Linked DNA regions of Mus musculus: regions 2, 3, 4, 5 and 6 are each linked to region 1. Evidence: chromatin contacts called from public promoter capture Hi-C data. All regions are on one chromosome and are shown on one strand. Each heading gives the region's core, a stretch centred on a gene start, on an enhancer-like site or on the middle of the called end of the contact. The rest is flanking DNA. Distances are from core to core; before and after follow the strand shown.

Region 1 (3,520 bases), core at 434-2,933:
GTGACATACTTCCTCCAGTAAGGCCACACCTACCCCAACAAGACTACACCCACTCCAACAAGGCCACACCTTCTAATTCTTCTCAAGTAGTAGCCTGATGACTAAGCATTCAAGTATATGAGCCTATGAGGGCCATTCTTATTCAAACCAGCACATTTCACTCCCTGGCCCCCTTAGGCTTGTAGCCATATCATAATGCAAAAATGCACTCAGTTCAACTTCAAAGGCCTTCATAGTCTATCACAGTCTCAACACTAAAGTCCAAAGTCAAAATCTCTTCTGAGACTCATGCAATCTCATAACTGTAGCCCTGTAAAGTCAAAATTAAAAAGCAGATCACATGCTCGCAACATACAATGCCAAAGCATACACATTATTTCCAAAAGTGGGGCTGGAGAAATGACTCAGCAGTTAGGAACACTGGATGTTCCTCTAGAGGACTGGGGTTCAATTCCCAGCACCCACATGGCAGCTTACAACTGCCTGTAACTCTAGTTCCAGGAGATCCATGCCTCCAGCCATGCATTTGGTGTACATATTTGTGCATGCAGGCAAAATATCCATACAAGCAAAAATAAATAAATCTTTAAAAATAAAAACACATTCCAAAAGGGAGAGAAAGGAGCACAATAAGAAAATCAATACTGGACCAAAGAACAAAGACGGAAAACAAGCAGGGCAAACTCTAAATTCTGCATCTCTGTGTCATTCAGATCTCCGAATCCTTTCAGCTTTGCTGACTGCCACGTACTTCTCTGTCTTGGGCTGGTTCCACACTCAGGCTGCAGCTACCCCACGACTCTAGTATCTCCAACATCTTGAAGTCTCCAACACAATCCTATCTTCACTTTACCCACTTCCCTCAACGGCCTCTCAGGATTTCTATGCAGGGATACAATACTCCTGTCAGAAAGCTCTTTGAATCCTTTCCTTTTGAGTCGCTATGGACACTTCATCACGTAAGCATGGCTGTGTAAATCATTTATCTGAGTGTGGGTTGCACACGCCTGTAATTACAGCACTTGGAAGGCTGAGTTAGGAAGATCAGAGTTCCAAACTCATCCTCTACTTACATAAAGAGTTTGAGGACTGCTGGATTACATGACATTCTGTCTCGAAACATCAACAAAAGGACTGGCATCTGGTGATCAACCTCAGCTCCTGTCCTCTCCTGGATGGGGTTTGGGACTGATCCTCTAATCCCGTTTAGCGTCTGCGATGATCAGCACCGACTCTGAAACTACCTTGAGTCTTGTCAGCCATCAATCAAGAGCAGTCAACAAGGTATTTATTACTTTGGAGATTCCAAGCATTTAAGTGCTGTAATGCAGATCACTGGAAGACACACTTATCATCATACATTTCACAGTTCTCTCACAATCACAGCACTTATTTCTCTCAGACTCTGTCTCCCTCTCTCACACCGAAAACTTACAGCCCAGTTCCTTTCACACACGCACGGGCCTGGCACACCCAAGCACAGACTTAGATCCGGACGCCCAGTCGTCTGAGCTTTCGTGCCCCCTAGATTCCACGCAACCGCCTGCCTACCTCCAGACAGAAAACACAGGGACCACGAGGATCTCCCCTGCCCGCAGCGCTCGGGCTCCCACTCCCTAACAAGCGCCCGCTAGCTGCCTTACCCAGACGCTGTCAACCGAGGAACGCTGGGAGGTTTCCTACAAGCTATGTGTGCGCAAGCGCAGCCTCTGCCAGCGACGACCTAAGAGCTTAATCTGAGAAAGGTGGGGCTGAAGGGGCGTGTACTCAGCGAAGTCTGCGATGAGAAGCGGGTACTACGGAGAACAGTTTCTTAGACTGAGGGTGAAGGCAAAGCTAAGCAGAGAAGAGCAAGGGTCTCAGAAGTTTGATGTGAGGGGCTGGGCTTAGATAGGAAGGTTCCCAGAAGAAACTGGAGTAAGGGGCGGGGCTTGGTGGAGAAGGGGCGTGTTCTCAGCAGAGTCCCTGGAGAGGGCGGTACTAAGTGGGTAAGGGGCGGGAGCTTATCCGTATTAGGTGAGGGGCGGGGTTATCAAGTAGGGCGGGTTCTCAGCTCTGTGTGAGGTGAGGTGAGGGCAGGGATTAGAGGAGGGGCGGGTTCTCAGAAGAATCCGAGGTGAGGGCGGGGCTTAGCAAGAACGGTTGGTCTCCGCCTCCGGAGGTGAGGGCGGAGCTTGGAGGAGAAGGGGCGGGTTCTCAGCGGCTCGTGTGAGGGCGGTGCTAAGCATTGAAGGAGTGGGTTCTCGGCAATCTGAAGGGGCGGGGCTTAGCCAGTAGGGCGGTTCTCCTCACAGTCAGAGGTGAAGGCGGGGCTTGAAGAAGGGGCGGGTTCTCAGCAGATTCTAGAGGGCGGGACTTAGTATAGAAGGGGCGGGTTCTCAGCAAAATCTAGAGGGCGGCGGGGCTTGAGGCGAAAGAGCAGGTTTTCAGCGTAGTGCATGGTGAGCCTGGCGCTAAGCAGAAAAGGGGAGGGTTTACAGCATTCTGAGATGAGGGGCAGGGCTTAGCAAGTAGGGAGGTTCTCCCCGCAGCCCGAGGTGAGGGCGGGGCTTGAAGGAGAAGGGGCGGCTTCTCAGAGGAGTCAGAGAAAAAGGGCAGAATTTGAGGAGAAAGGCACCATTTAAGACTGTTTGCAGAACGGATTGGAGCTGTGACAGTGTGTGGCTGAGTGCGTGATTATACAGAAGGGTTGCCCAGGATTCCTAGCCGTGTCGGTTAGGGCGAGTCTTGCGCCAGCTCTTTGTTAGGCTCCCCACCCTTTCGTGAGGCTTCCCTCACACTCTTTTGTGAGCCTCCTTGATGTCACTGTCCCTTACTTAACCAAGCTCGATCTTTATTGTTAGTTTTTGAGATTATAATTTTTGTAGAGGGAGATTTGAGGTGGTTAGCCCAGACTAACCTCCGAAATGGGTAACTCTTGATCTTTCTGTATCCATTCGTTTTCTTCCAAATTGAAATCAATGGTGTGAGCCCCCACGACGCAAGGCTTGGAAGTTTGATCTTTGCGGGAAAGCTTTGCTACAATAAAAACAGCCACTATTCTACATCTGATTGTCTCCTCCCTCCCACTCATGTTGATCACCTCTGGGATCAGCAAACCAGCATATGTTTCACCTACAAAATGGGAATGTCATAATGTTGGAAGCAGCAAATACGACAATGTCATAGGAACCAAAATATAAGAGTCAGATTTTTTTTCTTTTTTTTTCTTTTTTTTTTCCTTTTTCCGGAGCTGAGGACCGAACCCAGGGCCTTGGGCTTGCTAGGCAAGCACTTTACCACTGAGCTAAATCCCCAACCCCAAGAGTCAGATTTTTTTTTCTGCCTTTTGCCAAACTAGAAATTAACCCTGCATTGAAGAACCAAGAAATCGATAGTTGTATTAAAAGCTGAAACAAATAAAACGAGGCCATGTGGATGAAGAGAGAGAAGAAGCAAAGACAGTTCCCTGGCTTCTTGGATCTTAATTTCCACAGATAAAGCAGACCTGACAAATGGGGGGCTATAAAGAAATATAAAG
Region 2 (3,520 bases), core at 733-3,232, 6.9 Mb before region 1:
TTCTCAGAAAAGGCAGCTATGAAGCAGAAAACCCAGGGTTTTAGAGAATGAATTATGTGGACACTCCCTCTTGCAAGGAAGAGGGATGGCAAGAATCAGGAAGCTCAAAACACTGAAGAGGCTCAGAAAGTTGTAAGACTCACTAGCCCCTCCCCAAGGTTTACATAAGTAGTTCAGCAATTGCTGAGGGTGAGGGGTCTCTTCAGTGGAATTGCCTGCAGGTTGAGCAGATAGCTCCAGGGATGCAACTTTCAGAAGTCATCACCCATGCTGAAGTGAGCTTAGGAGTGATGTAGTTGCCTCTGATGCATCAGCTTTCCTATAGGTAACACCATATAACTCAATTGTTTTACTAAGCTAAATTTTGGTGGAATCATTTCTTTGGCTTGTCATCAATGCCCTTATCTGGGGTGAATGTTAGCTCTCATTTTCCCAGGAAACATCACAACACAAAGTGCCTTGAGCATGGCAGGGGCCTTACATAATACTTCTCTGCATGTTGGCAGCAGAAGTCTCTCCTTTCCTCTCTTGCTCTTTTTTTCTCATCAGTTGTACCTGAAAAAGAAATCCAAAGACCAGCTAAGGATATTGGCTGTGCCAGAGACTAAGACTTGGGGGAAAGGGGAACACAACTCTTAAGGAAATAAAAGAACAAGTGTATTCAGGGACTGCCGAGACGGCTCAGTGGGTAAGAGTGCCTGCTGTTAAAAAGAGAGAGAGAACATGAGTTTGAATCTCCAGCACCCATGTTATAATAATAATAATAATAATAATGTCAGGCAGGCATGGTTGTACATGCCTGTAAACCCAGCATTATGGGATAGATACAGGTGGATCTATCTTAATGGTGACTGCTCTCCATAGAATGAGAAAATTTTACTGACATTTATTTTTTTTCACATTTTTATTCTTTGAGAGTTAAGTTTCGTTATCTGCCCCCTTCCCCTTTATATTACTGAAGATAGAACCCAGGCAGGGTCTGTTGCTGCTAGGAAAACACTGTACCACTAAGCTATATCTGAAGCCTTCCTTGGCTGCCAAATGCCAAAGGCCAGCTTCCCTTTCCAAATGTCCATCCTCACCCTGACAACTTCCCTCTGTCCTCCCTGTTCAAGTTTCTCTGCCTCTTCAACTCCATATACACTAAGCAACAAGACCTGACCCTCCCCTAAGTGTCTGCAGATCTCCAGTCTTATCCCATCCGTGCCCCTTCTGGCAGCCAAGCTCACCTTTTCCCTGGCTCCTGACACTCATCGCGCCAAGCTTCTCTAGTCTTCAAATCGGACCACTATCTGACCAATGACGTCACCTTGCTTTCATTACAAGCGTCCCATAACACCAAGCATCCCACACCGATTGATAGCAGGCGTCCAGGGTGAAACACCACACTCAAGCCTTCCTTTCCGGCCCCAGGCCGCCCCTCTTCTCTTGGCGCCACTAATTCTGATGGCCACGCCCACCGCCAGGCTTTCTCCCTAGTCACGCCCTTCCAAGCCGCCACCAGTCCTCCGCAGACACCAAAACTCCTGCGGCCTTGGTCAACCAGTCAATCAGTCAGCCAGTCAGCCAGTGGCTCTCCCTGTACACGGCTCCTTGCTGCCCTCTCTCCTGCGCCCTCGGTCGCCGCGACGTCCCCATTCCCGTTCCGCTGGCCGCACCCGGAACCTGCAAAGCTCACTGGCGACAAGCGCTCGGCACTCTCGCCGACCCCAGCCCCAAGCCCGTGCCCACGTCCCCACTTGCCTCTCCAAATCACTTTGCCGGACGCCGCCACACTCGCTCACTCGCTCGCTCGCTCGCTCAGAGACGCAAACCCGAAATCCCCAAATTCGCGCCACACAGATTTCGCGCGCACTTTGGCGGGAGGGGGCGGAGACGAGCAAGGGCGGGGGCCTGCGAGTAGCGCGTGCCGCAACTATCGCCCGGAGGCTGCTGGGAGTTGTAGTCTCTAGAGCGTGAGGCAGCCTAGAAATGGGACAGAGTGGGGAGAGGGAGGGGCGCTGTCCCGCACAGCATGCTGGGAAGCGGCCCCAAGCCTGTCCTCCCTGTGGATGAGCCGGTGAGCCTGCGAGGTCGTAAGGGTGACAGTCGGGGAGAAGAGAAGGGTTGGTGGAAAGCCACCTTGCCAGGCACTAGGGGAAGAAAGGCGGGATACCGCGCGGGGCATCCCGGGAGCAAGGGCCGGGCTGGGCTTGGGCGCGAGGCATTGTGGGAGGTGGACGCCGCTTTGGGTTGGGTAGGTGAGTTGAGGGGGAGGGGGCCGGAAGGGTGCACAGCTTTAGGAGTGGAGAAGCACCGCTATGTGGGATGGTCAGGCCGGGAGGAGCAGCGGAGAGACAGGTTGAGAGAGTCTCGAGAGGTGGGAACTGGATAAAAGGGGCTGTGCAAGGGACAAGAGGCTCAGCGGGACGTGGGGGCCCGGGGGAGCATTAGTAGTGAAGAAGCCCATCTGAGGACAAGGCGCCGTGTCCAAAACGAAGATACACATTGAGAATAGTAGCAATTTCTGGGAAGAGGGGACTGCAACTTGGCCCAGGAGGAGAATAAGTCTTAGGAGTATGGACCAAAGATGACTATTGGTGACACTTCTGAGTTGAATTTGCCACAAGTGGGCCACACCCCTGTAGGCGAATGATCCCTGACTGGACATGGGCAGCACATCTGGAGATAAGAGCATCTCTGGGAAGCAAAAAACACAGATCAAAGTAGCAGTTCAAGGCAGTCATATCTGAGGGGCAACAGCTGCACATTTGATACACCTAGGGAGAAGAAAGGTGTATGAGGATTATGACTGGGATGAGAGATTCATGCCTTAGCTATGAGAGTAGATATGAGTTACACTCAAATGTAGACTTGTGGGAAAGGGAGCTACAGATGAATGGGACTACTAGATATTATCACCAGGCATAGGACTCACATCTGGAAGAAGGAGAAATCTTAGCAAGAAGCTGGGAATACATTTGCAAAGATGCTCACAGCTGAGCTAAAGGCAAGATATGTAGAACTGATTCCATTTGTACCTAGAGGTCACATCTAAGGCAACTGGAACTAGGATTGAAATTGATTAAATGCCAACTGAATCTGGGAAGGCAACAGGTGAACCACAAAAATGGGATGGAGATTCCTATCTGGAAAGCAAACAATGAAACCACTTTGATTTGTCTGAGACGTACCTGAGGCAGCAGTAGCTGATAAGACAGTCTGATGATGAAATTGTGGTAACCCAGGTGGAGATGGGTCTGATGTCCAGCTCTTCTCCCCACTTCTACTCAAGGTCCCAGGATGGAGCTGACAGAGCCCTTACCGAGCGCAGCCGTGCAGAAGGAGGAACAGGAATTGTTGGATCGAACTTTCTTCTCTTGGGCTGAGTTCAGCCGCTTCTTCGACAAGTGGTGCCAGCAGCGACTGGTAGTCTTCTCGGTGAAGAGCTCCACACGTGTGGCACGAAGCCCCTGGGCCAACACGCCCCCACTCTACAGGCTTATCCACGTGCTCAAGTACAGCTACGTGCTGCTGGTGT
Region 3 (3,520 bases), core at 640-3,139, 6.7 Mb before region 1:
GTCCTTGGAAGGAAGAGCAGGGTGATCTTTAAGTATGAGGGTACTCTGTTTACATAGAGTTCCAGGATATCATAGTGAAATCTTGTCTAAAATAAATTATTTTTAGATTAGAACCACAACTCTCAAGGATGTGTCAAAAACTTATGTGTTGCAGGATATCACACTGTAAACCCCAAGGTTGTGTTATTTATTGGGGTTAAAAAAAAAACTGTTTTTAGTTGTGGTGTGGTTCCGCCATAGCACACACCTTTAATCCAAGAGCTTTCTGCTTGAGTATTGTAAACAGGATTAAATAAAGTCAACCATAGGTCAAGAAGCAGAACAAGAAGCCAGTTGACAGAGACTGAACATAGACATATTAAGAAACACACACATACACACGCACATGCACACGCACATGCACACGCACGTGCGAGAGAGAGAGAGAGAGAGAGAGAGAGAGAGAGAGAGAGAGAGAGAGAAAGGGAACCCAGAGGACAGATAGACATTCAGAAAGTAGAAGTGGGGGAGGACATTCAATGTGAAGGTTTCTTGGGACAGAGAGAGAGATTTGCGGTGGAACTTCAGCTGAGAAAGAAGGTCACCTGGGTGCTTTTTCTACCTCTCTGAGCTAGGTTTTCACCCCAGCATCTGGCTTCCACTACCTCAAGGAAAACAGAAAGGTAGCAAAAGGTAGTTTCAGGAAGATGCAACAAATGAATCTAAATGAATCTGAAATAAAACAAAAGGTTAGGTGTAGGGATAAAGAGATATTTAGCTACCTTCCAGGTGATGGCTGGGCAGAACTCATTTGCAACCTGTCAGCTTCTTTTTTTGTTTGTTTGTTTGTTTTGTTTTGTTTTGTTTTCCAAGACAGGATTTCTCTGTATAGCCCTGGCTGTCCTGGAACTCACTCTGTAGACCAGGCTGGCCTCGAACTCAGAAATCCGCCTTCCTCTGCCTCTCAAGTGCTGGGATTAAAGGTGTGCGCCACCACGCCCGGCTACCTGTCAGCTTCTTGTAAGTCAATTTCTACCAGAATAGTGTTACGACTTCAATCACAGATTTAAAAAATGGGGGAGGAGAGGTAATGTTTAAGTAGTCAGGTGTCGCAATATTGTTTGGTAAATGATGCTAGGAAACTAGAGGACTGGTCCCCGTCCTCTTTCTGGTGTGTTGTCATTTTTTGTGTGAGTTTTCTCTGAAAATGTTTCCCCCACACGCACATCTAATTTTTTGTTGCCATCCCTCAGTCTTTGAAACCTATCAGTCCGTTTTACCGTATCTCTATTAACATCTTTACTATATCTCTAATTTCTCCCCACTTACCTTTGTACTCTGGGTTGGCCCCTAGAGTTTCGATGTCTCACTTTCCTAATCCCAATCCCTTTCTGCTTCTCTCTTCTTCCTAAATTTTCTGACATGACTCAGGTTCTAACTCTGATTCTAATGACTAACCCTCCCCCCTTTTCATTCATACCTATGTGTGTTCACTTATATTCAGTCTCTCCTAGCATCCAGTCTCCCCCTCACAATTTTCCCACCCCTCTCATCCTCTCCCCCGACTCTGTATGGGGCTATCTCTGCCTTCCTGTATAGACATCTCGTTGGGTATTTGTGTCCCTGTCCCTTCCCCTTGGCTTCGCCACAGATCCTGACCTTTCTTAAACCAAGTAGTGCGGTCGTTACCTAGGATACCACCAGGTTTGGTCCCTTAGTTACCATGGAGTCCCGCTCACTCCTACCCACCGCGCAGAAATACAAAAGAGATCCGGTGGTGCTGCGTTTGCGCACCCACACAGCACCCTCCAAACTACGACTCCCAGAAAGCATTTTGCTAAGCCTTTCTTTCAGTGGTTCCGCAGGTAGCCCAGCGGACGCTCTTTTTCGAACCCGTCGTTGCCATGGAGACGGGGAGACGGCGTCCTAGTGAGAGCGGTGATTGGTGCAGAACCCTGCAAATCCCTGGAAGGCCGGTAGAGAACTGACATTTAAAAAAAAAAAAAAAAAAAAAAAGTGGTGGGGGCATGCGCAGTCTGGAAGGTGGTGCTTGAATCCGTTGCCCCCCGAGAGGATTGTGCACGTCGTCGGGGCCCTGACGCCTGAATTCGTGGCCGGGAGTGTGGGAAGAGACGTCCAGGAGTGCGAGCTGATTATTGCAACCAGCGCAATCCCCTAGGGACGGGAAGAAGGGTAGAAACGGAGGCTGGGGTGGGGGAAGGGCAGAAGGGCTTGGAGCTGCGCGCAAAGCAGTCTGGGATATGTAGTTTGATATGGAGCAAGCGAACGAGAGTGCGCATGTTCACGAGGGCACAGCCTCCCTCGGAGCATTGAAGGAAGGCTGGGAGTCCCTTCACCTCAAGGCCTAGGGAGGAGTCTGGGTAGAGTGGACTCTGGGATTCCAGCTGTCTAGCTAGACCCGGAGCGCCGGTAGGGGGTCCAGGAACTCCCAGCAAACCGGCCCTGTGCTGACGCGCTACCGCGCTGATCGCCACAGGTGCCACGGCGACCGGACACATTGGCACCCTAAAGCGAGGATGCTCACTTAGACTTCTGGGAAATGTATTTCCGGAACCTCTTCTTGCTTTATGGCTGTTCCAAGTTTCTCTCAGGGTTTCGAGTTGACTTAGCACCCTAAAGAGCAGAGGTGTAACCCACAGAAATCAAGCTGCCTCTAAGCTGATGCCACTGCAATAGTAAATTTAGATTTTCACAAAGTCCCAGTTGCAGAAAGTATCATGGGAGAAGTCAGTCCTTTTTACAAGTGAGGAAACTATAGCTGACATAGGCACAGCAAAAGTAGTACCCTTGCAGACTGTTGGTCTAATGAGTTGAGAGCCTTTAAGGGTACCCAGAAGTCCCAGTCACCTCCCAACCAACTAAACTAGAGAGCTGAAGACTTGTATCGCTGTTGGATGTGATGAGTTGGCTTCTGGTATTGGAGATATATGGAAACCTGTTGGCCTGAGAGAAGCTGAGATGGGGGATTGGGTGGAGTAGGGCTGTCCCCTTGATACCACATTGGGAAAGGAATGTTGGGGCCTGAGAGAGAGGCCAAGTCCAAGACTGGGTAGAAAACATTAAGGGACTTGTTTGTTCCACCGCAAAAGGCTGTCCACAGGGACTCTTATTGGGAGTCCAGGAGGAGGCAGCAGTGGTACTGATGTCTGGGTGCAAGTAGAGATGCAGCTATAGAAAAGAATAGGATGTAGGGAAGAGAAATGTTTCTAAGCTTAAGCAACAGCCTGTATTTAGAACAGAGTAAGCTACCAGACACTATATAGGCCCGGCGGAAATGAGGTCTACAAAGCACATGGCTCATATAGAGTTCCCACGGATCTCTGGGGTGTGGCTGGCCTGTCAGTGCCTGTTCCCTCGGGTGTCCTCTTCATGGCGAAGGTCTCGGATGAAAGGACACAGCATGGCACTCAGTCAGCATTCGCTGCCCCTGGCTGTCCTTATTACACATGCCTTGTACTATTCCTTCCCTAGGGACAGACACTGGCCTCAAAGACCGGATCTGGTACTCCTGATGAGACCC
Region 4 (3,520 bases), core at 452-2,951, 6.7 Mb before region 1:
TTTGTTCTATCCATCAAGTATGCATTTTAGTCAACCAAGACAGAGGCAGTTCCAACAGCCTACAAATCCAACATACCTGTGGAGCGCACAGTGTGGTCCTTGGTGTATTTCACCCGCTGGTGAGCCTCCACACAGGTCTCACAAAGTGGTTCAGAGCACTCCACACAATAGCTAGTGGCTGGGGCATTATCTTCACAGCTAGTGCAGCACTGTGAGTGATAGAAAGGTGGGGGGTTAGAACAGGCAGACCTAACCCAGCAGACCTGTATTTACTTGCCAGTAAACACAAGCTAAAATTCATACAATGCACTCAAATCTGTGCCGCCCTCCCAGACACTGAGACCGCATAAGGATACAATCCAAACTAGTGAAGATGGTGAGAGGCTCTGGAAAAGGTCACGCTTCCCTCTTCCCCAAGATTTCCCACAGGACATACCTGGTTAGCATCCTGGGAATCAGAAGAGGCCTTACTGCCACTATCACGCATAAAATAATTCTCCACGATGTCTTTGGAGTAGCACTGCTGTTTGCACACTGGACAATCCACCACTGCCAAGATAAAAATGGGAATGCATGCACACCCTCTGATTTCTTGACATCTCCCATCACATTCTGCACCTCGGTGTCCAGACCTGGTAACGGGCATTGGCAGAGGCCAGGACCCGTTCCCCGCCCCCTCTTAAACCAGCAGGCCTACTTAACCCTACCCGGGCCCCCATACTCTCGCACAGGCGCAGTCCCGAGCACGGGCTGCGAGGAGGGGGAGGGGCACCTGGCCACCCAGTACTCACTAGCGCCGTCGCCCGCCGAGCCGCCATCCCCCGAATTATTCGCTGCGGCGGGTGTAGCGGGGCCCAGGCAGGCACTGCAGGCCGAATGTAGACAGGGCAGCAGCCGAGGATCCCGCTCGGGCCGCAGGCGCTCGCGACACACGCCGCAGTGCTCCAGAAGCTCCTGCGCCTCGCCACCGCCCCCCGCAGGGGACGACGCGGCTGCAGAGGCCGCCGCGGCTGAGGAAGCAGCCGGACGCTTCTCACCGCCCGCCGAGCCCTCGCCCGACCCTGGGCTACCAGAGGCCGCCGAGGCGGCCGTCGCGGCCGAGGCCGCTGCAGTCGCTGCCGCCGAGGCCGCCATTCACACGCCGCCGGGGGGGTGGGGGGGCCGCCCAGGGGAGGAGGGGCACGGAGCCCGCTGCGCAGGCGCAAGTGCGCTCGCCGCCAACGGCCAGGCAGCCGCCGATGCCGCGAGGCCGAGCGCCGCCACGCGTCTCCTGGGCCGACGCCCGCCGCGCCCCAGGCGCTGTCGAGATGCGGCCAAGCCGCTGGCTGCGGGCCTCTGTACAGACGACGGCGCCGCCACCAGCGCCGCCTCCTCCCTCGCTTCTGAGACACTCGCGCCGCAAGACTTGCGAACAACCGCCTGACCGCGCGCCGCTCGCAGAAAGAGCCGCGGCCTGGAGGCGGGACAGAAATATCTGGCGCCGACGACGCCGCGCACGCGCGTTGGGCACCGCAGCCTGGGGGCGGGGCGCAGATTACGCACGCGCCAGGGCCCTCCCTTCCACTCGCTGCCGCCCCTCTAGATCCAGAGTAGCAATGCTGCTGGTGAGGAATTCACCCGCAGAGTGCGTGCTTGACGTCTCCCATGCCCACCGCACGGTGCACCCAGGCTGGCAACCCGCGTGCTTGAGCGCGCAGGTCCTGCAGAGCCGAACCTTAGGCCCCGCCTCCTCAGCAGGCGTGGCGACGTCTGCAGCGGCAGCCTGGCCTATAGTCGGGGAAGAGGGGCGGGACAATACAGGGTGGGCGGGGCCACGGCAGAGCAAAGCGCCGGAGCCCAGGTGGAGGGGGTGAGGGGGTCTTTGCCAGGAAGTTCCCGCCGAACGTGGAGGCGGTCTTAACCCAAACTTTCTTATTGTTAAACTCGGGAAGCAGAAAGTTGTCCAAGTCAAACCGCAGATCACAGAGAGATACTGCGAAGCCATTCTGTAAAACTCTGCCCAGTCCTTCGAAAGCCCCTTCTGTGTTAGTCCTCTGCTATACTGATTTTAGTGTGATTTCTTTTTTCTTTTTTTTTGTGTGTGTGTTAGGAGAACTGAACATTTAACGCTAAGGAATTAAAGTTGGATCTGATTGATAAATCTTATCTGAGGGAGAAATAAGACCTGGGGAGGAATCTTGACTGAGGAGCTGGACCTAGGTTGAAGAATCTGATCTAAGGTAGAGGATAGCAGGATCAAGTGCGGCTAAGCGTTTCATCTCAGAAGCAGGATCAATGTGAAAAGGCAACCTGTCCCCCTTCCCAAACACTGCCGTGCTGAGAGTGGATGCCTCTGCAGCCTTGCAGTGCACTGGCAATCCGTTCGCCAGTCTGGATCTGGGCTACAGTGAGTTGTTGCCCGCAAGCAGTTCCAAGGCTCTCAACGGCAAGAGGCTACCCCTTCCGCGCGGAACCAGGTGTTCACCCACGTGGCAGCGGAGAGACGAGGAGTATCCCGCCACTGTCCCGGGTGTGGCCTTTGTTCCCAATCAGGCTGGGGGCCCAAGGCTTTGCCCCGCCCCAGCCTTTGTTCCTTCCTCGGCAGTTCAGCGCTCACCCTTCGGCGGGCCACGCCCCCACCAGACCCAGCCTCTGGACTCTCACTTCCTACCTCAAGAAAGGAGGGTATGATCTGGAAGCTGGCAAAGCAAGCACGGGGTTGGGGGGCGGGGGGAGTGCGGGCTCCCCGTAGAAATATTTGCGGAGTATTTTCACGGACTGCTGGGACTGGACTCACCAGGATAGGGTGCCTGTGAACCACGCCTACCTCAACCCCGGGAGCAGACTTTAGGGTACCAGAGACACAAGGGCAAAGTAAATAAGTGATGGGGCCTGGGAATTTGAATGGGTGGCAGACCGCTTGCTTGCCTAGGCTGTACGAAGCTGTATCCCCACCACACCAGAACCACGGCAAGGGGTGGGAAAGAGCGGTGATGGAGGCCTGTGAGACGGCTCAGGAACACTTGCCACCAAGCCTGACCACATGAGTTTAATCACCAAGACCCCAAAGTACAAGGAAAGAACCAACTCCCTCAGATTGTCCTGACTTCATGCTCAGTCTGAGGCACGTGTGCGCATTCACTACACATGCGATTTAATTTTTTGTTGTTTTTGTTTTGTTTTCAAGGCAGTTTCTTTGTGTAACATCCGTGGCTGTCCGGGAATTCGTTCTGTAGCGTTCTGTAGACTCAGCTAGCCAACTCACAGAGATTCACCTGCCTCTGCCTCCTGAGGGCTGGATTAAATGCTCACACCACCATGCCTGGTGAATTTTTTAAAAATAAAATAATAATTATAGGTATTGGTAGAAGTAACTATCCAGACACTGTCCCCAAACAGGAAAGAAAATTTAGACAGAAGCGAGCTAAGACTCTGAGGTAGGACAGACAGATGCGGTATAATGCAGGTGCTTGTAGAAGAGTATGAGTCCAAGTATAGCCTGTGCTACATAGTGAAGTCAAACTGGATACATACTCCACCA
Region 5 (3,520 bases), core at 466-2,965, 6.6 Mb before region 1:
CCTCCGCAAGGCCTGCCTTGGAGGACTCCGTTGCTGCTGAGATGTGGTGACTCCCTGAGGACTCCTTCTGGACTAGAGGAAGCATCTTTGGCTTCAGGATGTGGGCTGTGATCTGAAGAGAATCATGTCACAGGGGCTCTCCCTTCGATCTGTCCTTCTAAGAAGCTAATGTCATTTCACTCACCCAGCCCAGCAGCTGCCCAGGATCATGCTGCAGCCCCTCAACAAGAACTGCGGCCTCCTCGGGGCTTCCTGGTCGCTGCCCTCGAACCCAGGCCTGGATCTCAGGGGGCAACACACCCAGGAACTGTTCCAAAATCAGCAACTCTATTATGTGTTCTTTGGAGGATGACTCAGGCTGTAGCCACTGGTGACACAACTCTCGAAGCTGGGCCAGTGCCTCTCGGGGTCCCTCAACCTCCTCATAGCAGAAACCCCGGAAACGGAGTCGTGCAGCCTCAGGCTCCTCAAGGGTGGTCCTGGAGTCTCTGAGGGATAGGTGTGGGGTACCCCGAGGAGATGGCATTCTTGTTTTGAAGGGTCTTTTTGGAGGTGACAGAGGGACCTACAGAAAAGGAAGAATGTCATCTAAGGTCAGAAGACACACACCAGACCCCTCCTAGAAGCCGGAAAAGAGAACCCTGAGGCCAGGAGAACTTCAAAGAAGGTCATGGGAGGTGCAGCCCCACAGCAGTTGAGCAGCTGTATTTTGTTTTGAAGATAAATGACTGGGTGGAATGTCCAGGGACCTTCTAGAAAACTGCAAATGACGGGCTCAAACATTTGGGTACAACACAGGGCTCCTGGGAGATGAAAGTGGCTCATCCAGTAGACAAAGGGTCAAGCAGGACACGGAGGGAAGGGGGGTGGGACCATCATCCTGGGTGACCTGGAGCCCTGAGGCTTCAGACAGGAGGCAGACCACTGTGCTAGCTGAAGAGTTGGCTCTGAGACACAGGTACAAGACCTGGGGCAGAGCTGAAAGCCTGGGTGCATTCTCAGGAGCTTATTATGGGTTGGGAGGCACAGCTCGCTGATCGCAGCTGAATTGTGGATGCCTCATACTGCCTCAGCTTACTACGCATGTGAAACCCTGAAACAAAAGCCAAAATCAAACAGCCCCGTTTTGTGTGGAGTTGTAAACTGGAACCTGTGTCCCAGCTCTTAAGATTCTGGTTTTAAATCGGCTCTCTTGGGACATCCGTCCTGCTCTGGAGAAACTCAAGAGTTGGGGTGTCAGGCTCTGACACAGGAAAGGGGTGGGTCCGACGGCTGGGAGGTGCTCTCGGTGATCCGAGGAGCCGGATTATGAAGCTGCGCCCGCCCAGCTAGGAGTGAGCTCACCTCTGACGCGTGGGAGAGCCCCAGGAGGTTGGGGCACTTCCAGGAAGTGACACCGAGCACGTCCCACTGCCACTCAGAGAACGCCCCGCCTCGCGCGTTGCCCTACCAGCCCGGCCAATCCTGCATCTGCTCCGCCGGATCGGCCCCCTTCGCTCGGACTACGTCTCCCGTGAGCCTCAGCAAGAACGACAGCACGCTTCCAAGGCCTCTCACGCGCGAGACTCTTCGCTCCTCTCCTTGGGGTCGCGTTGCTGCAGAGTTCCGGGGGGGGTTCCCACTCCTGACTTGGCAGCCGTTCTTCTCTTGCAACCGCAGCCGTAGGACTCACGTAGGACGGAGCCGACTGTGGGTTAGCCTCCTTACGCATGTGCGCAACGGACCTGGTTTCTATTGGCCAGAGAGGCATCCTGACCAATCAGAGCTAGCGCTCCCGGAAGGACTCTCGCTCCTTGTGTCTCCTAGGTAACAGCTAGCGCACAACTTAGGGCCTCTTGCTGTTCTCTGAGTTAAGCTGTAAGGGTCCCCCTGCCTCGGAGAAGGCCTAGGTGGAGGCTCCTTGGCCTCTTGAGTCCAGACTGTTCTAGACAATCCCGTTGGGAATCCAGGTGAAAGGCGGTGGTGGGCGAGAAAAACTCAGTATGGCCTCCATCGGATCTCCGTTAAGCTCCCTGGATATTGTGGAGACAGTAGGCCTACAGGTGAACAAGTGCTCAGAGGAGGTAACCATGTAATTACCAACCCTCACTAATAGTCTTCAGATAACATTACTGAAAATAAGGACGGAGGTTTCTGATTAAAATTACGAGGTATACTCAACCCTTACTTAGGAGGATGTAGTTAGACAAGATGACTTATATTTATTTTTTTTCTCCCAATGGGCAGTTGATGGCATTTTGTTTGTTTGTGGGGGAATGGGGCCTTTAAAGAATAAAAGTCCTTGGCTGTCCTGGAACTCACTCTGTAGACCCTACTAGCTAGCCTGGAGCTCACTCAATAGTTCTGCCAGTCTTTCTCCCATTCGCTGAGATTAAAGGCATGGGCCCCCATATCCGACAGTTAGAGGCTTTTTAGCTTAATTGCAGATGGGCTTAGTTTTATTTCCACATATCAAGTGGCTGGACTGTGATATAAACCATTCAATCCTGAACTCGATCTGCCTACTTGGGTTTCTTCTGCTACCCAGGAACCTTCTCCTTGGCAGCTACTGTAGAGAGCAGCGGTTCTCTACATCCAAAACTCCTGAGCAGTTCTGTCGGTAGAATTTGTCTTTTACAGATTCTCTGGACACAACTCTCACCACCTACCTATTGAGGAGAAGCGCTAAGGGGGCCTAAGGGGGTTCCCAGAAAGCTCTCTTGGAAACACCTTTGTTCTAGTGCTCACCTCCCTGCTAGGCTGGTTTCTAAGCCTTCTATGTGCCACAGGATAGACCTGGTTGAGTCTTGTGATGGTATACATCTTACCCCTGGGCTTGACATGACCATTACCATCTTTATTTCTCCCTTGTTCAGGCCATTAAATCTAAGACCACATATTTAATAGGTAAACTATCATTGAGCTAGCCCCAACTCAGTCCTTAATTATAATGGTTATATTAGGTTGGCCAATGTAACCATGAAACATTTTATCTTTTGAGGCAGGATCTAAGTTCCCCCAGGTTAGCCTCTCAGCTGTCTTAAAGTAGAGGGCCTGTGGTGACCTACTGACCTAGCTCTTAGGGTAACAAAATAAAATTTATAACAGATAGCTAGGTCTATGGTACTGGGGTGTTCAAGTTTCCTCTTGGATTGGGGAGACATTTTGGTCACCAGTCGTTCTTGCCTAACTGTGTGTGATCTTTTTTTTTTTTTTAAATATTTATTTATTATATGTAACTATACTGTTACTGTCTTCAGACACTCCAGAAGAGGGCATCAGATTTCATTTCAGATGGTTGTTAGCCACCATGTGGTTGCTGGGATTTGAACTCAGGACCTTTGGAAGAGCAGTCAGTGTTCTTAACCACTGAGCCATCTCTCCAGCCCATGTGTGATCTTAGAAATGATAAATTTTAAGGTAAAAAGTTGATTAGGGCACTCAGGAGGCAGAGGCAGGCAGATTTCTGAGTTTGAGGCTAGCCTGGTCTACAGAGTGAGTTCCAGGACAGCCAGGGCTACACAGAGAAACCCTGTCTCGA
Region 6 (3,520 bases), core at 479-2,978, 6.5 Mb before region 1:
GAGGTGCTGGAATTAAAAGCATGCTCCACCCACCCAAACAGCTCTTTATTAAAGTGGAGGCTGCCTTACCCACTGAAATCATGTTGCTGTAGTTCTCCATCATGATCTCCCTGTACAGGCACTTCTGTTGGAAGTCCAGCTGTGCCCACTCTTCCTCGGTAAACGTCAGAGATACATCTTCAAACTTCACAGACTCCTGAAAGGCACAAGATGCAGTTCAGTCCAGGGTTTTCCTCTTCTACAGTGACAGAAAAATAGGAAGGCTGAGCAAGATGACCCAGCTACATTTTACTTATCTCATGTTCCTTTGTCTGAATCCTTGAGCAAATCGGTCTGACACTAATCAGGGGACACGTGAGACTGTGGTCTATGAAAACCTGTTCATTTCTCACTAATCAGGGGATAGGACTGTTGGTTCCCATCTATACCTCTTTTCTTGTTTTTGAATTGTCACTTCCTTAAAGTAGTTGCTGAAAACTAAACATGAGCTTCTTATCTTCTTACACTTGTCAGTTTCTTTCACCAGACCCTCAGCTTAAAAAAAAAAAAAAAAAAAAAAAAAAAAAAAAGAAAAAATAAAGGTTGAAAAGGATTGGTGAGATGGCTCAGTGGGTAAAGGTGCCTGCTACCAAGCCTGAGTTTGATTGATCTTCAGGATTCATATGTTGGAAGAAGGGTAGCGATCCGGAAAGGTACTCTCTGTCCTCTACAAGCAGGCAGTGGCACACACGTGCATGCCCCCCCCCCCCCAAATGTAATAGTATTGTTTTTTAATTAAAAAGCCTCAATCTGGCTTGCCAGTTCCTGGTTCAGAAATCGGTTTGTTTGTTTCTTCTATTGTAACCACCCTCTTGGGCAGTCCTCCAACTCCTCCCGAAACTCAATGATATTTGAGAACAAACGTCTCACCACTAGCCGACCCCTGAGCCGACTCAAAAGTTGAAAAGAAGCCTTTACTCACATGGGGCCAGGTTGTTGGAAGCGTGGAAGCCATACTGTCCTCCATGTTCTCTCCCAGGAGTAGGCAGAATGCTGACGAAACCTAAAGTGGAAGAGGGGGGCACTAAGGAATGTGCCCAGCGGCTCCCCCACCTCTGCCCATATCCCACCCCTCAGCAGGACATGACCAGTCCACCCCAAAATTGCAAAGTGCCCAGTGAATCCTCTTCCCGACTCCCATAAGCCTACAAGACAGGTTCCCCTCTAACCGAGAGGGGACAGCTGATGTCATCTAATCCAAAAGGCGGTTGGTTTTCTTAAACTGTGGTCCTTATTTAGAACGCGATGTCTTCCTTAGGATTTGTTCGGACCCACGACTACACACCTTCTCCCGGGTCCGTAGAAGTGGCGCCACAAACGAAGCCGACACTGGGTTCCAGAGGTTGCAAATAAAACAGAAGATGGGTGCTGCCCCCGACGGGCTTTCACGCAGCGCTACGATTGCGGAAAGACACAATGGCGCTCGCCCGTCGGTCTTGTCCCGAACTGCGCCAGCTCACGAGTCCGGACTACAACTCCCAGACGCCCCCGCGGACGTCGAGCGGCAGCAGTTAGGCGGCGTTTGTCCTGTTGGCGGGCGAAGCCGAAGTCCGAAAAGTGTGTTATTGACTGCTAAAGAACTAGGATGCAGCTTTTGAAGAAGGATACTAAGACGCTGAGCACCAGTACCTCTGTGGACAGAGACCGAGGCTAGGAGAGAATCGAACCCACTAACAGGAGCAAAAGAACTTGGACAAAACGGAAGCTAGGCATGGGCAAGGGGGTGGGCCGGAAGTGCTGGTGTTAGGTCGGCTGAGCGAGGCACGCCGCGTAGCAGAGCAAGGAAGGCGGGACGAGGGGACAGATGGAACCTACGGCTCTACTAGTGTAGAGGGGGAGGGAATCCGGATTGGGGCTGTCTGTGGGTCGGAGGCAAGAGAAGACAAAGTCATTTAACGGAGTTTACTGTGGGGAAGGAGAAAAGGATGCAATCTTACTGAAGTTTCACCGGTACCCTTAAAGGGAGAGGAAGAAAGGAGTAACTGTAGAAACAGAAAGCCATTAGGCATCGGAATTAAAAGTACTCAAATTTCCATGAGAGGACAGGCGTTTGCGTCCAGATTAGTAGAGTGGGCAGGGTTGTGTGGTCTGGGCAGGGTGGTGTGGGCTTATAACGTTTAGGTGGGAAGTATGGAGACCTGGTGGACTTAAAATATGGTAGGCTACACTAAATGTCCTCTCTAGTTTTCCCCAGCAGAGGAAGGGATGTAGTGAGAATCCTGGAATTTTGGTTTCTTGGAAGAACAAACAAATATTATAAAATAATATTTTGTTTGATTCCAGGTATAGGGATGTGGGGCTGCTTCAGACTGCCTGTAGCAGCTGACCGTGATTTGTTTTGTGCTCTAGCAGAATCGTGGTTCTGTCTGTAGCAGATAGTTTTTTGTGATTGTGTTATATTTGGAATTCTGAGAACTTTTCAGAGAGTATATTAATGTTAGGGCCCGATAGGCTAGGGGCTGGGCTGGACCAGTTGGTTGTATAGGGAGGAGGTTGGTTGTGGTTTCGTAGTAGCTGAGGTCAAAGGAGAAGCAAAAGAAAAGAAATCAGATTCAGGGATTTCCTAATTCCTCTCTCCCCTCTATTCCTGTTTCTTTCCAGTCTAGTGTTAAGGGGTAAAAAGGGGGCATGGATAAAGATGGGAGGAAGAGGAGAACCCACAAAGTTGCAAAGACCAGCTACAAAGGGACATGGAGGATCAGAGATGTATGAGGAAAACTAAAATTACACTCAGTCCCAGGGATGCTAACTGTAAATATCCATACATGTGGAGAGCTCTTGGGACTGCTTCTAGGAATTGGGCAGGAATTTGACATTAGGCTAGGACACGGAAGTAGGCTCAGGCAAGAATTTGACTTGGGGCTAAGATCAAGATCTTGATCGTTTTGTAAGTCCCTGAATACCACAGGACTTTGTTTATTGCCTTGTTTGTACCTTGACTTAGAACTGACCTTATTCTTTGCATGTACTTAGAATAGACTAGAAAAAACAGACTAGAGAAAAATAAACCCACTTCAGGCTCAGCAGGGGCTTGAGTCCTGTTATAATGTTGTCTAATTGTCTTTTTCTTTTCAATCTTCACTCCCTCCCTTGAGACCCTGCTGACTGACTGAGCTTGTTGGTTACACACAGGGGCTGATTTGTATGGTACACATTGAGAGGCTGTGGGTTCTGGTAATGCCAGTTATTAGCTAACCTGTGACTAGGTTTGTTCCTAATGGCAGATTAGATCAGGGGGAACTTGAAGTCTGCCTCTGACCATAATTGGGTATGTTTGTAACTCTCTAGACAGCTCAGAACAACAAAGAATTCTGCTGTGTTCCTTATACTGTTTAGTATCCTATTCCTAAGGTCTCTTTATATCCTGTTCTGATTGATGTAGTCTTTGTATTACTTGGGGTCCAGACATTCTGATGTTCTCATAATGCCTAGAGCCTATTGACCTATCCTTCTCAACCCAAGGTTTGTGTATTCCTTTACG

Evidence for each region. Promoter capture Hi-C pulls out the DNA fragments that hold promoters and counts their contacts.
Region 2: a promoter capture Hi-C map of cranial neural crest shows a contact between it and region 1. The contact joins the promoter of Zswim9 here to the promoter of Zfp78 in region 1. A contact is called at or near these places in 2 of 39 promoter capture datasets (cranial neural crest and pre-B cells) and 1 of 484 Hi-C or Micro-C datasets (rod photoreceptor).
Region 3: a contact with region 1 is called in a promoter capture Hi-C map of pre-B cells. The contact joins the promoter of Mzf1 here to the promoter of Zfp78 in region 1. A contact is called at or near these places in 5 of 39 promoter capture datasets (cranial neural crest, frontonasal cranial neural crest, maxillary cranial neural crest and 2 more) and 4 of 484 Hi-C or Micro-C datasets (B cells, CD4 T cells and rod photoreceptor).
Region 4: a contact with region 1 is called in a promoter capture Hi-C map of cranial neural crest. The contact joins the promoter of Trim28 here to the promoter of Zfp78 in region 1. A contact is called at or near these places in 4 of 39 promoter capture datasets (cranial neural crest, frontonasal cranial neural crest, pre-B cells and 1 more) and 1 of 484 Hi-C or Micro-C datasets (muscle stem cells).
Region 5: a contact with region 1 is called in a promoter capture Hi-C map of pre-B cells. The contact joins the promoter of Zfp446 here to the promoter of Zfp78 in region 1. A contact is called at or near these places in 4 of 39 promoter capture datasets (cranial neural crest, maxillary cranial neural crest, pre-B cells and 1 more) and 2 of 484 Hi-C or Micro-C datasets (B cells and regulatory T cells).
Region 6: a contact with region 1 is called in a promoter capture Hi-C map of pre-B cells. The contact joins the promoter of Zfp110 here to the promoter of Zfp78 in region 1. A contact is called at or near these places in 3 of 39 promoter capture datasets (cranial neural crest, pre-B cells and second pharyngeal arch cranial neural crest) and 1 of 484 Hi-C or Micro-C datasets (B cells).

The regions. Positions count from the first base shown.
Region 1 is chr7:6,361,471-6,364,990 of GRCm38.p6, reverse strand. It overlaps Zfp78 (zinc finger protein 78), which reads right to left and starts at 1,683. Exons shown (of 5, transcript NM_001025163.1): 1 at 1,644-1,683.
Region 2 is chr7:13,277,183-13,280,702 of GRCm38.p6, reverse strand. Zswim9 (zinc finger SWIM-type containing 9) reads left to right here and starts at 1,982. Exons shown (of 5, transcript NM_177312.4): 1 at 1,982-2,059; 2 at 3,275-3,520. The coding sequence starts at 3,283. It overlaps Lig1 (ligase I, DNA, ATP-dependent), which reads right to left and starts at 1,877. Exons shown (of 29, transcript NM_010715.3): 1 at 1,744-1,877; 2 at 482-555. The coding sequence starts at 498.
Region 3 is chr7:13,053,133-13,056,652 of GRCm38.p6, reverse strand. It overlaps Mzf1 (myeloid zinc finger 1), which reads left to right and starts at 1,889. Exons shown (of 6, transcript NM_145819.2): 1 at 1,889-2,172; 2 at 3,472-3,520. The coding sequence starts at 3,512.
Region 4 is chr7:13,022,333-13,025,852 of GRCm38.p6, reverse strand. It overlaps Trim28 (tripartite motif-containing 28), which reads right to left and starts at 1,701. Exons shown (of 17, transcript NM_011588.3): 1 at 792-1,701; 2 at 437-549; 3 at 77-209. The coding sequence starts at 1,134. Gm31649 reads left to right here and starts at 1,264. Exons shown (of 1, transcript XM_006540453.4): 1 at 1,264-2,145. The coding sequence starts at 1,308. The coding sequence ends at 1,853.
Region 5 is chr7:12,976,043-12,979,562 of GRCm38.p6, reverse strand. Zfp446 (zinc finger protein 446) reads right to left here and starts at 1,715. Exons shown (of 6, transcript NM_175558.4): 1 at 1,451-1,715; 2 at 185-565; 3 at 1-112. The coding sequence starts at 1,711.
Region 6 is chr7:12,832,969-12,836,488 of GRCm38.p6, reverse strand. It overlaps Zfp110 (zinc finger protein 110), which reads right to left and starts at 1,728. Exons shown (of 8, transcript NM_022981.5): 1 at 1,325-1,728; 2 at 962-1,042; 3 at 70-196. The coding sequence starts at 1,006.